Regions from separate parts of the Xenopus tropicalis genome. Here region 1 is linked to region 2. The links are chromatin contacts, called in public Hi-C maps. All regions are on one chromosome and are shown on one strand. The core of a region is the stretch at or near the end of the contact, and the rest is flanking DNA. Distances in the headings are between cores, read along the strand shown. Region 1 holds the start of nectin3 (nectin-3). Region 2 overlaps morc1 (MORC family CW-type zinc finger protein 1).

What was found. Hi-C and Micro-C count contacts between places; a contact is called where the count stands out from the background.
Region 1: a Hi-C map of gastrula embryo shows a contact between it and region 2, with 2.6 times the contacts expected there. The contact joins the promoter of nectin3 here to the enhancer-like site in region 2. A contact is called at or near these places in 5 of 5 Hi-C or Micro-C datasets (brain, gastrula embryo, liver and 2 more).

Annotation. Positions count from the first base shown.
Region 1 is chr2:76,525,705-76,531,078 of UCB_Xtro_10.0, reverse strand. It overlaps nectin3 (nectin-3), which reads right to left and starts at 3,535. Exons shown (of 6, transcript XM_002940109.5): 1 at 2,692-3,535. The coding sequence starts at 2,764.
Region 2 is chr2:76,320,624-76,326,318 of UCB_Xtro_10.0, reverse strand. It overlaps morc1 (MORC family CW-type zinc finger protein 1), which reads left to right. Exons shown (of 27, transcript XM_031896211.1): 20 at 2,626-2,688. Among named protein-coding and RNA genes, the nearest start is that of guca1c, 41 kb to the right of the region's middle. Within about 2 kb of position 1,653, at least 3 of the 11 cell types and tissues checked have an H3K27ac peak or open chromatin away from gene starts, as enhancers often do. A contact at or near this core is called in gastrula embryo, where this site is marked.

The DNA.
Region 1 (5,374 bases), core at 2,286-4,785, 200 kb before region 2:
AAGGAACACCTATTTTGAACGCCTTAGTAGTAATAATAGACAGCAGTGGTATCCTTGCACTCCACCACCCCAGAAAAATCAGCATATCAACTTGAAAGTGTTAGGGTCCCTTAAGTGTTTTTTTTGTTTTTTTTTTTAGCTTAGGGTAAATTATATGTGTTACAACATACTCTGCCAAATACTATCAATATTCTATTAAACAATTTTTGAAAGACCGTAACACAAAATTTAAAAAAATGAAATGGGTGTGTTACATTTTTTAATCAGGGTTGCCCTAGGGTCCCAATCCTGACATCAAATATTTTGGTTTATGTAAAGATACTTGTATGCCCACACCCTTACTGTGCTGCCTACAATAAACTGGATGCTTCCATTGTTTATGTCATTTTATACCCTGTCTTTTCTTAACTTCCTGGTCAGGTGCCTGTCATTTATTATGGCACACACAGCAGGAACTGATACAGCAATGTTAAATAACGTCTTCTAGTCTGCTAAAAGCCAACTAATTCAATATCTCGTATATCCGAGGCTGTATGGCAGCATGGAATGTTTTTCCATATGACTCATTGGATGCTACATATTCACAAATCTAATGCAAGGGCCCTTTAAACACATGTGCTTGATGATATCGTTAGATGATGTGGATTAACATTCACATGTCCTTGGCTGCAACATTGCACTGACACATACATGTTTGAGGTTAGTATTTCTATATCAAGCAGCCAGTGCATAGATGCATTACAAGATACTCAACATTTTGTTTTAGGAAACAATACAAGTATCCTAAAAAACCTCTAGAACTCAGAAGTCTCGGCATCAGTGTATCAGACAAGACAAAGCATAATGAGCAAATGGGCAATGGGGGGTCAAAGCAGCGGTCACGCCAAAAGGTTATGTAACAGACAAATGATATAGCACTCAAGTACTGCAACTCTGTTAGAATTTAAGGGTTTTGTATAGGATCACTGTAAGCTGACAGAAACACTGCAGACATAAATTAAATAACAATAAAAACACCAACACAGTAGTACAGTGTTTTCTCTAGTGCTATTAGAGACTTTCAAATATACAATTCTGTGCACTTAACCCCCAAAAAGACAACATTCCAAAGTTTACTAAATATATGTAGAACATATCTATGAAGAAATGCAAATGGTATTGTATTCCTTTGGTGTCAACATTACAGAATTAGTTTTAAGTTCAACTTAAAATCACATCAAAAGTGTTTTTTAGGAATAAATAAGCTTTGCAACCAGTTAGCTAATATGCACCCTTAGCTAAATGCTCAAGCTAGACAATGAAGCATGGTAAATACTACCAAAAATATATCTTTTTATTGCCCATGTCACTGTACTGTAGGCTATAAATTCAGTATAAACGGCCTGCAGCCTTCCAGCTGGGATTTGTAATAATATTTATAAATTCCTTGGGTATATGGCAATATGTTCCATGTTCTCGCCCGCTTTACAGCTGTTTGTCTATTGTGTTGGTTTCCTATTGGAGGGACACAAGGACACAATGTGGCACAGGACACCTGCACTTGGTAATTTGTCAATATGTAAGATTAAAAAGCTTGCAGGGCCAAGTAACTGTCCTTTGCCACTTTGTGGATGAGTCTTTTGAGACCCCTGGGTCATTTCCCATTCCCTGGTATGGTAGTTTAACAACAGTCAATAAAACTATGGCTAAGGAGCACCAGTGCACATATGGCTGTGCCAGGAAACTATGCATGCAAAGCCACACAGCAATAAAGTGCATTCATCCCTAACAATACACATATAGAGGCGGTTGCCAAAGCAGCAAAGTGAAGGTTAATCCCTCTTGTCACCCAGCATCATAAAGCAGTGATGAGAGAGGCAGTGCCGTGATTCCAAGCAACATATCCGCCTCCAGTGGCTGCACCTATGGGAGCTGTGACATCACTGGTCTCCCAGGGTCACCCACTCAGAGGTGGCCACTTTCCTGCCACAGAACTCCAAGCCCTAGTTCTTTGTAAGGAATGGGCTAGGCAGCCTCCCTCCACTTATAGCAAAGGCTTGCAGGCCCTAGCACAATAAAACTAACTTGTGAAAAAGAAGAGGCTTCAGCCCCTGTGTCACACAATTGTCTTCAAAGACAGGGAGGTTGATCTTGGGATTTTAACCACACAAAGTTAATGACACCATTATTAATATGACAGGGAGGGGTTATAAGCACACATGGGTATCCAGATGGCGTTGACAATTCCTCCCAACATCGCACAAACAGGATGGTGGGAGTTGTAGTTGATCAACATCTGGACAGCGCTAAGTTATCCACCACTGGGAAACCTGCAAATGGTATAGCTGACTTTGAGGGTTATAACAAGGATGGGCAAGCTGTAGTTAAACTATATGTCCCATTCAGGGCTGTAGCCGTGGAGAAGTACCTCGGACATTCCCAACACGGGGCAGGACAGCGGTCCATGTCAGCTAAGAAGTATTACCGTGGGGCCGCCCCTCCTGCCTATAGCAGTAGCCTGGAACATGGTGCCTGAGGGAAAGTAACGGTCCTGTTGCACAAAGATCCCCGATCTGCCAGAGAATTGGGGACTTGGCACAGGGTGGGGTAGGGAATTTTCTTAGCATGGCATGACTGTGCATGGCTTCCTGGCACCACCAGTAACCCCCCATTACCCACACTGGGCAACCCCGCCCCACAACACGAACTCACCGCACAGCCTGCATAGCAGCAGCAAGGCGAGGGCAGCACTCAGGGACGGGTTCCCTCCTCTCCTCCGCGCCATGACACAGTCCAAGGGCTGCCGTTTCCCGAGAGCCCACTGCACACACACCGCGACTCCCAGTTGTCTCACAATGCTCCGAGCATGGAGAGAGAGGAATGGGGGGTGGGATGCGCCACAGAACCCGAGCCGACTGGGAGGGGCTAGGCGAGACAGATCGCAGAAGGTCACCCGAGCTGCACTGGTGCTGCTTGCTTTAGTATGGGACTATTGGGGTGGGTAGAACTGTACCCCAACCCCCCTCCTTTGCAGGGGAAGGAAGTGGACACAGGGGTTGGCTGAGTCCCCCTCTAAGCGCTGCTTTCCCTGTCTTTAACACTCCTGATACGAAGAAGGAGGCGGACTGAGTCAGTCAGTGCCCAGCCAGAGTCCAAAGTGCGAGCTTTCCAGTAAGATGAGCTGTGCCTGCCCATTCCTATCCCGCACCCAGGATCCCCTTCCCTACATGTGCCTTGTGCAGCATACCCACCGCGCTGGCACGGATTCGGAAGTCGGAAGATTATGTCGTGGGTTCGCCAGCTGTTGCTGACCTGCAACTCTCACATCCTCTACTCTGTCCATTTTTACTTGTAGTTCAGCAAGACTGGAAGCAGGGCTGCTTGTTTCTTACGTTCAGCGTCTTAGAAGCATGGCGTAAACAGACAGTCGTACAGCCTGGGACGTGAAATCGCATTACATAGTTCAGTGTCAAGCTGTCCCTTTGCAAATAGGCATACGCTTTGCCAATAGAGTCCAACATGTCAAATGTTTCTCCTTGCTAAATTCCTGCCATGTGTCACAAAAGCGACTGAGCTGAGCGTTGGGTGGCGCTAGAGGGTTGTGCAGAGTGTAGCTGCTCTTTGTTGACCACAGTGAAATCACATTTAAATCCCCCTTGCGCTGTAGTTTGAAGGGGTCGAGGCAGGAGTGGACCTACTAATGGCACATGCATACCTGCTAAAGGGTGTTATTAGTGCACTTAGTACTTATTGACAAATATGCTGACTTATTGGAGAGCAAACCATGAAGTCTATTCTCTAAATCTGATAAGGTAAATAAAAGCATGTAGCAAACATTAAAGGGAGTTTGCTTCTATAACTGAAGATCAAGAAAGCGACCTTCAAGTAAAGCAGAAAAAAGCTAGCAATGTCAGTCTTGGGGAACTTGAAGGCACACCATGATCTTTCTTTGTGACAGAAAGCGAAATCTGTTGTCTGTCTAGTGGGGCTCCTCCGACATTCCTAAGGGTGAAGACACACGGGCTGATTCACTAAAGTGCGTTAAAATGAGCGCTATTTATAGCATGCAATAAAAAATGTTATCGCTTCTTATTGTGAATTAACGCTCGATTGACTAAAAGGACAGGCGTCATAATTAAGACGCAATGTTCTTTACGTTATTTAACTCGTGATGAGCGTTATCCTTTCGTTAATTCCCGCCGCGTGTGTTATTTTCCACTGCACGCAATATATTTCGCTGCTTGCTATATTAGCGCACGATTTTACGCAAGTAACCATTACTTTCGAAAAACTACTTTTCTGAAAATTACAATTTCCCTGAAAATTGGAGGATGCATGACTCTAGGGCCAACATACTTGAAAAAATCCCACTGTAAAGTCCATGTTGTGTTGCCAAAAGCTCACGAACCACAATTTTCTTTAAGTACCGCCTGCCCCAAGTAGATGTTAATATTCGACTAATGCAATATTTAGCGTGTTTAATGCTTCATATGTGTTTGTGAATCATGTGTTAGTATCATTTCTATGCGAGAATTAATGCAATGCTAGGTAAATAACGCGTCTTAACGCATGCAAAATGACTTGATGAATCGGGACTTAATTATCACATGCTTTTTAACACAAAAAAGCATGCGATAAGCTTTATCGCCCTTTAGTGAATTGGCCCCACAGAGTGGTTAGTTGCTGTGACTTTTAAAAAACTCAGTAGTGGTGACTAATCGCGGCAATTTAGCTGCCCCGTGTCTTCGCTCTTAATAACATAATTCACCATGGAGATACATTTTAATAAGAAAAGGGTTAGATAATAGGGATGCATCAAATCCACTATTTTAGGATTCAGCTGAATCCTGAACTGAATCAAAATCCCAATATGCAAATGCAAATAAGGTTACGTAGGGGGTTAAAAAAATTTCAACTTCTGTGTTCATATGACAAAAAGTCACGTAATTTTAAGGATTCAGTTCAGTCAGAGGCTTGGATTTGACCGAATCCTAATCCTGCTGAAAAAGTCAGAATACTTGCCAAATCCTAAACCGAATCCTGATTTGGTGCATCCCGAGTAGATAGGAAAACTGGTCTTTCCAGTTCTCCTTAAAAAAATACATATTTTATCTAGTACAGGATCTAATATCCACAATGTTCGAGACCCCAGTAGTTTTCCACATAATGGGGCTTTTCATAATTCGGATTACTATTCCGCTAAAAAAAATTTAATCATTAAATAAACCCAATAGAGTTGTTTTGCCACCAACATAGATGTAGTTTATTTTGGATCAAGTACAAGGTATTCTTTTATTTTTACAGAGAAAAAGAAAATTAGAATTATTTGCTAATAATGGACTCTATGGGAGATGGCCTGTAATTTTTGGATAATGGGTTTTCGGATAAAAGATTC
Region 2 (5,695 bases), core at 404-2,903:
CTTACTAACTAAGATTGATTACCTTTTATATAGACACATCATTCTTATACAGTACCTGGAGGAGATTGGTGAGGGTTTCTAGAGGCATAAGCTCTAAAGACCAAATTAGAACACAAGCCAGTAATATGAGCAGCAGGGTTTGTGCATGTGAAGGCTATGCACGTAACTAACAGTTCCTGTTTGACCTCTCGCTCCACTCCAGAATTCTTTCTGCTCCACTGAACACCATCAAAATATCTCTCCCAGCAGGGTGGTCAGTGAAATAAATCAGTGTGGCTCATTAACTTATGAGCAGCAACATAGAAGCCTAAATATCAACACCATTGCCATTGCCTTTGTTTTCCTAAATACTTTATGCTGAAAAGATTTGTAAGGCTCAGCATAGCAGGTCCCAACACCCAAATAGTGAAATGAATGATCACAGTGGGTTCTTGGGCTGATGGAAGCAACGCTGATTTTGACAGTGTTCATACACTACTGGGGTACACTGTAGTGTAACTTATGCGCTCCACTGTCTCTGTGAACTCCTCCCTGTAAATTACATTACCTGAATTCATAATTAATGGAATTCTTAATACTTAAACCATGATAATAGGGACAATAATTGTAGCCTGTAAATTTGTAGTAGTGCTTTACTATGAGAGTCAATATATGTGGTGCTTTGTATGTTTATTCTTAAAGCAAATTATTACTGCTCAGCAGGTTACCTAGGAAGCTGCAGATCCTTTTTGTGTATTCATTTACTCCAATTTCACTATATAAATGAAATCAAAACTGAACAGAACAAACAGGATTCCTGTATTGCTAATGTTTATGTAGTTATCCTGCAACATAGTTATTATTTTCTTTAGTTATAAATTACTAGTTCAGAAATGTGTCTGTGGAATTCCTCTTGGTACTTCAGAATCCCCCCTACACACTCCAAAAACATGCAGGTAGGTTAATTGGCCCCTAATAAAATTGACCATGGTGTTTGCAAGTTTGGTAGAGACCACTGATCGTAAGGTGCACTGTGGCATGGACTGATGTGATTGATGTGCTGTATAATCTCTATAAAATGGAAAGTGCTGAGATATAAACATGACGCTTGCTCTACAATGTGGACGTGAACATTTTCAGTTAGTGCTTGTGTGGTCAGATTGGGCCAGCAGGACATCGGGAAAAAACCTCATGGGCTCTGCTGACCCAGACCTGATCCCCATCTGCCCTGCTCTGTTGCTACCCTGCTTCCCTTTCTCGATTGCGGCAAAAGTAAGTATAAGTCGCACTCGCGGGGGGAGGGGCAGCCCCAATCCCATGGACTGTAATAGAAAATGCCAGATATTGGTAGAATGTCTACTTTGTCCTAAGTCTTAATCTTCTCCCCATGTAAACACATCCACTAAAAGCAAAAGACAAGTATAAGGGCTCATACTCAAAAGCATTTGTTTCTGCTTTCCCCTGTGGTGGCATTTTCCTGTGTTCCACTGCAGGGGAGCACACAAACAAATGCGTTCCATACTTCTGTATGTGCCTGTACTCACACAGGTGCATGGTGCAAACACAAATGGAACGCAGCATGTTGTGTTCCACCTGCGTTTGGCAATTACATGCGCCTTTGTGAGTACAGGCGCATACGGAAGTATGGAATGTGTTCCTTCCTACACCGGCCAGCGGTGGAATGCTGAAGAATGCACCACAGGGGAAAGCAGAAGCAAACAAGCTCCACTAGGTTTTCTTACAAGTGTACTCTGAATCTGTTTTTCAAATAAAAGAGGAGAGAGCTTGCAGAGACCAGGCTAAAGCAGAATATTCATGAGACATTAGTTTTGTAAGGTGCAGATAACCTGTCCCTTGCCTGTCTGCTCTGCAGCCTCTATGTTTTTAAGGCTGCATACCCACAATAGAGTTGATTTAGGTTACAGAGCCTGTCTGCCAGCTCACCTTTTCTATCACAGCACCCAGTTATAATTGGACCTGTTCTTGATGAAGTGTAAGCGGGCTGGGCAGGACTTGGCTGAGCTTATTGCATTCCTGTAAAGTAAACCTCAGCACTGGAGTACCTGAGAGCAAGAAGCAAGATGAGAGTTGCTAATATAATCACAATATTGTTTTGCCTTAAAGTGATACTGACACTTAAAAACTACTCTTCAAAATATTAATGTACATAAAAAGTTACCTATAGGTCTTGTTCACTAATAGGGCCGTTTATGTAAGTAATTTTTATTTGAAGTTCCTAAACCTGACTGTTTTGCCAACCTGAATGTCCCTTCTCATCCTGTCAGTTATAGCTTCTAAGCGTATCTCTTTAAGAGCCCAATTCAGTTTCAATGCAATTCTGGCCTGATTGATTAAATATACTGTCCCCCTGAATAGCCCTTAAGGTTAGCGTGCTTTAGACCTCTCTACTCAGTTTCACAGAAACTTACTAAACAATGGCCAGCTGTTTCTGTTGTCAGCACACGGGCTGTTTTAAAGAGACAGATATCAAGTTTACAAAAGAATGAGACTGTGGACTTAAGGCATGTACTTTTGACACAAGTGTATTGTTATAGTAATCAGATAGCTAGATATTGATTTGTTTCTTTATTTAAAACATCTAATACAAAAAAAGTAATTTTAACAATGCCTTTTTTTCTCCCGCAGAAGTGCAATTTAACTGAGCCTCATTTAGCTGTTCCAGCATTACTAAGCATATCTTCCAAAAAGGTATGAAATCTTTTTTTTTTTTTTATAAATAAAGTGTCATTTAGTTTAAATGGAAGTTTTTTAAATATTTGAGATGTCAAAGGAAAAGACCACTTCTTTAAAAAGCAGATATTAGTTTCTTGAGAAGATCAAAATGAAATGCATCTTGTATTTTAAGTTTAATGGTCCTTTTAAAGAGAATGCACATGCACCCATTGAAATTCCCCTATAAACACATTGCATCCAGACAATTACACTTCCTTTCTTGGTGAGCATTCCTCTTTTCTACACTAATGATTTGCACAATATCAGTGGACTAAATTCAGGAAATATGTTGCACATGGTCTTTTTCCAACAAGAAACCAGGAATAGCTGCAATCAGAGCTAATTTTACATCTTTATTGTTTAAGTAAAACAGATCACAGAATTATTTAAGGGGGATTCTAATCTTCCTGTATAATTACACCACTGCTTGATCTGCTTTGTGTTTGGCTAGATTTTCTGTTTGCACATAATACAAATCTACCCAGATCTAGAGCTATCTAAGCATTTGGCACCAAGGGCTAAAAGGAAGATTGGTGATTATCTTTTTAAAGTGTAACTAGTAATTTAATAAATGGTGTAATAACATTGTTGAAACATTGAGCAGTTGGGCTGCATAGTGATTTAATTCCCATACCTAATGCAGTGGGTTTGTGAGAACCTATTGCAACGCAAGTGTGATCATAGGGAAGAGTGTGGGGCAATTTGTTTAAAGTAAGAGTGTAGGAAAATAGCAATATGTGACAAGAAAATGTAGAAAGTGCATATATTACCGGTGGGTACAGGAACCAGACAATGTGTGATAATGAAGGGTGCAGGGTCTAGGCAGTGATAAGTAGTGCTGAGGGAATTTTTTCACCAGGCATAGATTCGCAGTGAATTGCCGCATTTAGCCATTGGCGAATTGTTACACGAAACTTCAGAGAAAATTCGCCAATGAAAAATTTGTTGCGTTGTGTCAAAATGGGCACGGTCTTGTAAAAAAAGGCGTGATCATGTAAAAACAAAAGCACGGTCGCGTCAAAATGGGTGCGGGCAACAAAAAAAACGTGTGACAAACACATTTTGCAAATTTTTCACCATTTTGCAAATTTTACTGTCATTTCGCAAATTTTTCAGCAAATTGAAAAGGGACAAATGCAGTCATCACTAGTGATAAGACAGAGTGCAGAATAAACCTGTATAAGTGGAATGACATAAAAATAATTAAAAACATGGATTATAATCATAATGTATAATATTGCATAAATATATCACTTGTACTAATATGACCACATTAGTATAGAAATAAACTTTGTCTATAGTTTTCCTTAAAATACAAAAAGTATTTTTTTCCCAAAACGTTCATATTAGCTTTTGTGTCTTCTTTCCCACAATGATATGCTGGTATTTTCCAGCGTGTATAAGGGTATGTGAGAACCACACCTTTGGAATGAAGTAACACATTGCACCATCTAGTGGTGAACTGTGAAAATATTTTGCAAATAAACTGATGGTTTTGTGCCACAAAACAGTTGTTAAGGAACACTCCCCAATGCTTTGTACTATTTATCCCATGACGCAGTGGGCAATGTGAATGTGAGATTAGTGATAAGAAACTTTCTCTTGAAAAATAAAATATCTATTTTTGTATATAACTTTGGTGAAGGCTTAGGGGCAGATTTATCTAAATTCGGATTTGTGTAGTTTTAGAGCTATGTTCTACCATAACTAATTAGAAAAGTGTGAATGGTTCCTTATTTATTAAAAAATGCAACAAAAAAGTGAATACCTCGCATGGTGACTTCTATCTATAAAGAGGATATCATGAAATGAACGTCCGTTTTTTCGAGTTTTAACAATGCTTTTATTTTTGAATATAAACTTTTCATATGAAAGATTCGAGCATTATCGTATCATTTTATAAATACAGCAATGATCGAGTTTAATTTGAATTTATACCATGTCAAGTTTATATGACTTTCAAGCCCAGAAAAAAATGAATTTTAGTAAATGTGTCCCTAAATGTTAAAGCCAAACTAAATCCAAACCCTGAAGATTCAGCTCAATCTGAATCCTACAAAGGGCTTTAAAATATGGAAAAAATTATTTATAAATATATTATTGGAATTTAATTGGAGACGACCTGTCAGAATACGTTTTAGTGTGTTCATTCTTTTTGCATTTATCATTGCACAGGGGATTGAAAAGGGACCTGCTAATCATTTAAAGATGGATGTGCATTTTAAAAAGCATGATTTAGGGATTCTGTAGCGTTAACGTTGGTGGGTGGTGCCCCATTATCCCACTGGGACATGCTAATCTGCTGAAATTCCCTTGAAGATAAACAAAATGTCATAATAAAAGATGTAGTCACCCCCAAATCAATATCACGTTCAATTGTAAAGATGTATTTTCTTTTCCCTGGACAGATGATTAACTCAGATAACAGATAACTGTAGCAGGGGGTAAATGCATTTTATTGTTATATTGTTTTTTAAAGCAGTAAAGAAAACATTGATCATAAAAGATTTATTATAGTAACCTCAAATTTAGCATTTTCCTATGTAGCCTTTAGATATATGTTTCATTATGTACTGAATATGCAACCATTGCAAATATACCCAGCAACAGATGCAAGTTAAATATAACATCCATTTATTCAAATTAAAATAAATGCAAAATACTTTGTATTTTTGATGAACACATTTTTTGGTTCACAGCTGTTAAAGCTGCTTTGAATAAAATAGGACTTATACCACTAGAGATTTTGTCGCATATGTATATCATGATCAGTGCATTCATACAACTTCAGCAGGGAGGAGCCATTGTTGTTGTTGTAGACATAAGTATTTATTTACCGGTATGTAATATAATAAAAAAGTACTAATATTTCTAATATTATCTATAATCTAACTTCTTTAAAAGGGTACAATTAAAGGAACAGTAACACCAAAAAATGAAAGTGTATAAAAGTAACTAAAATATAATGTGCTGCTGCCCTGCA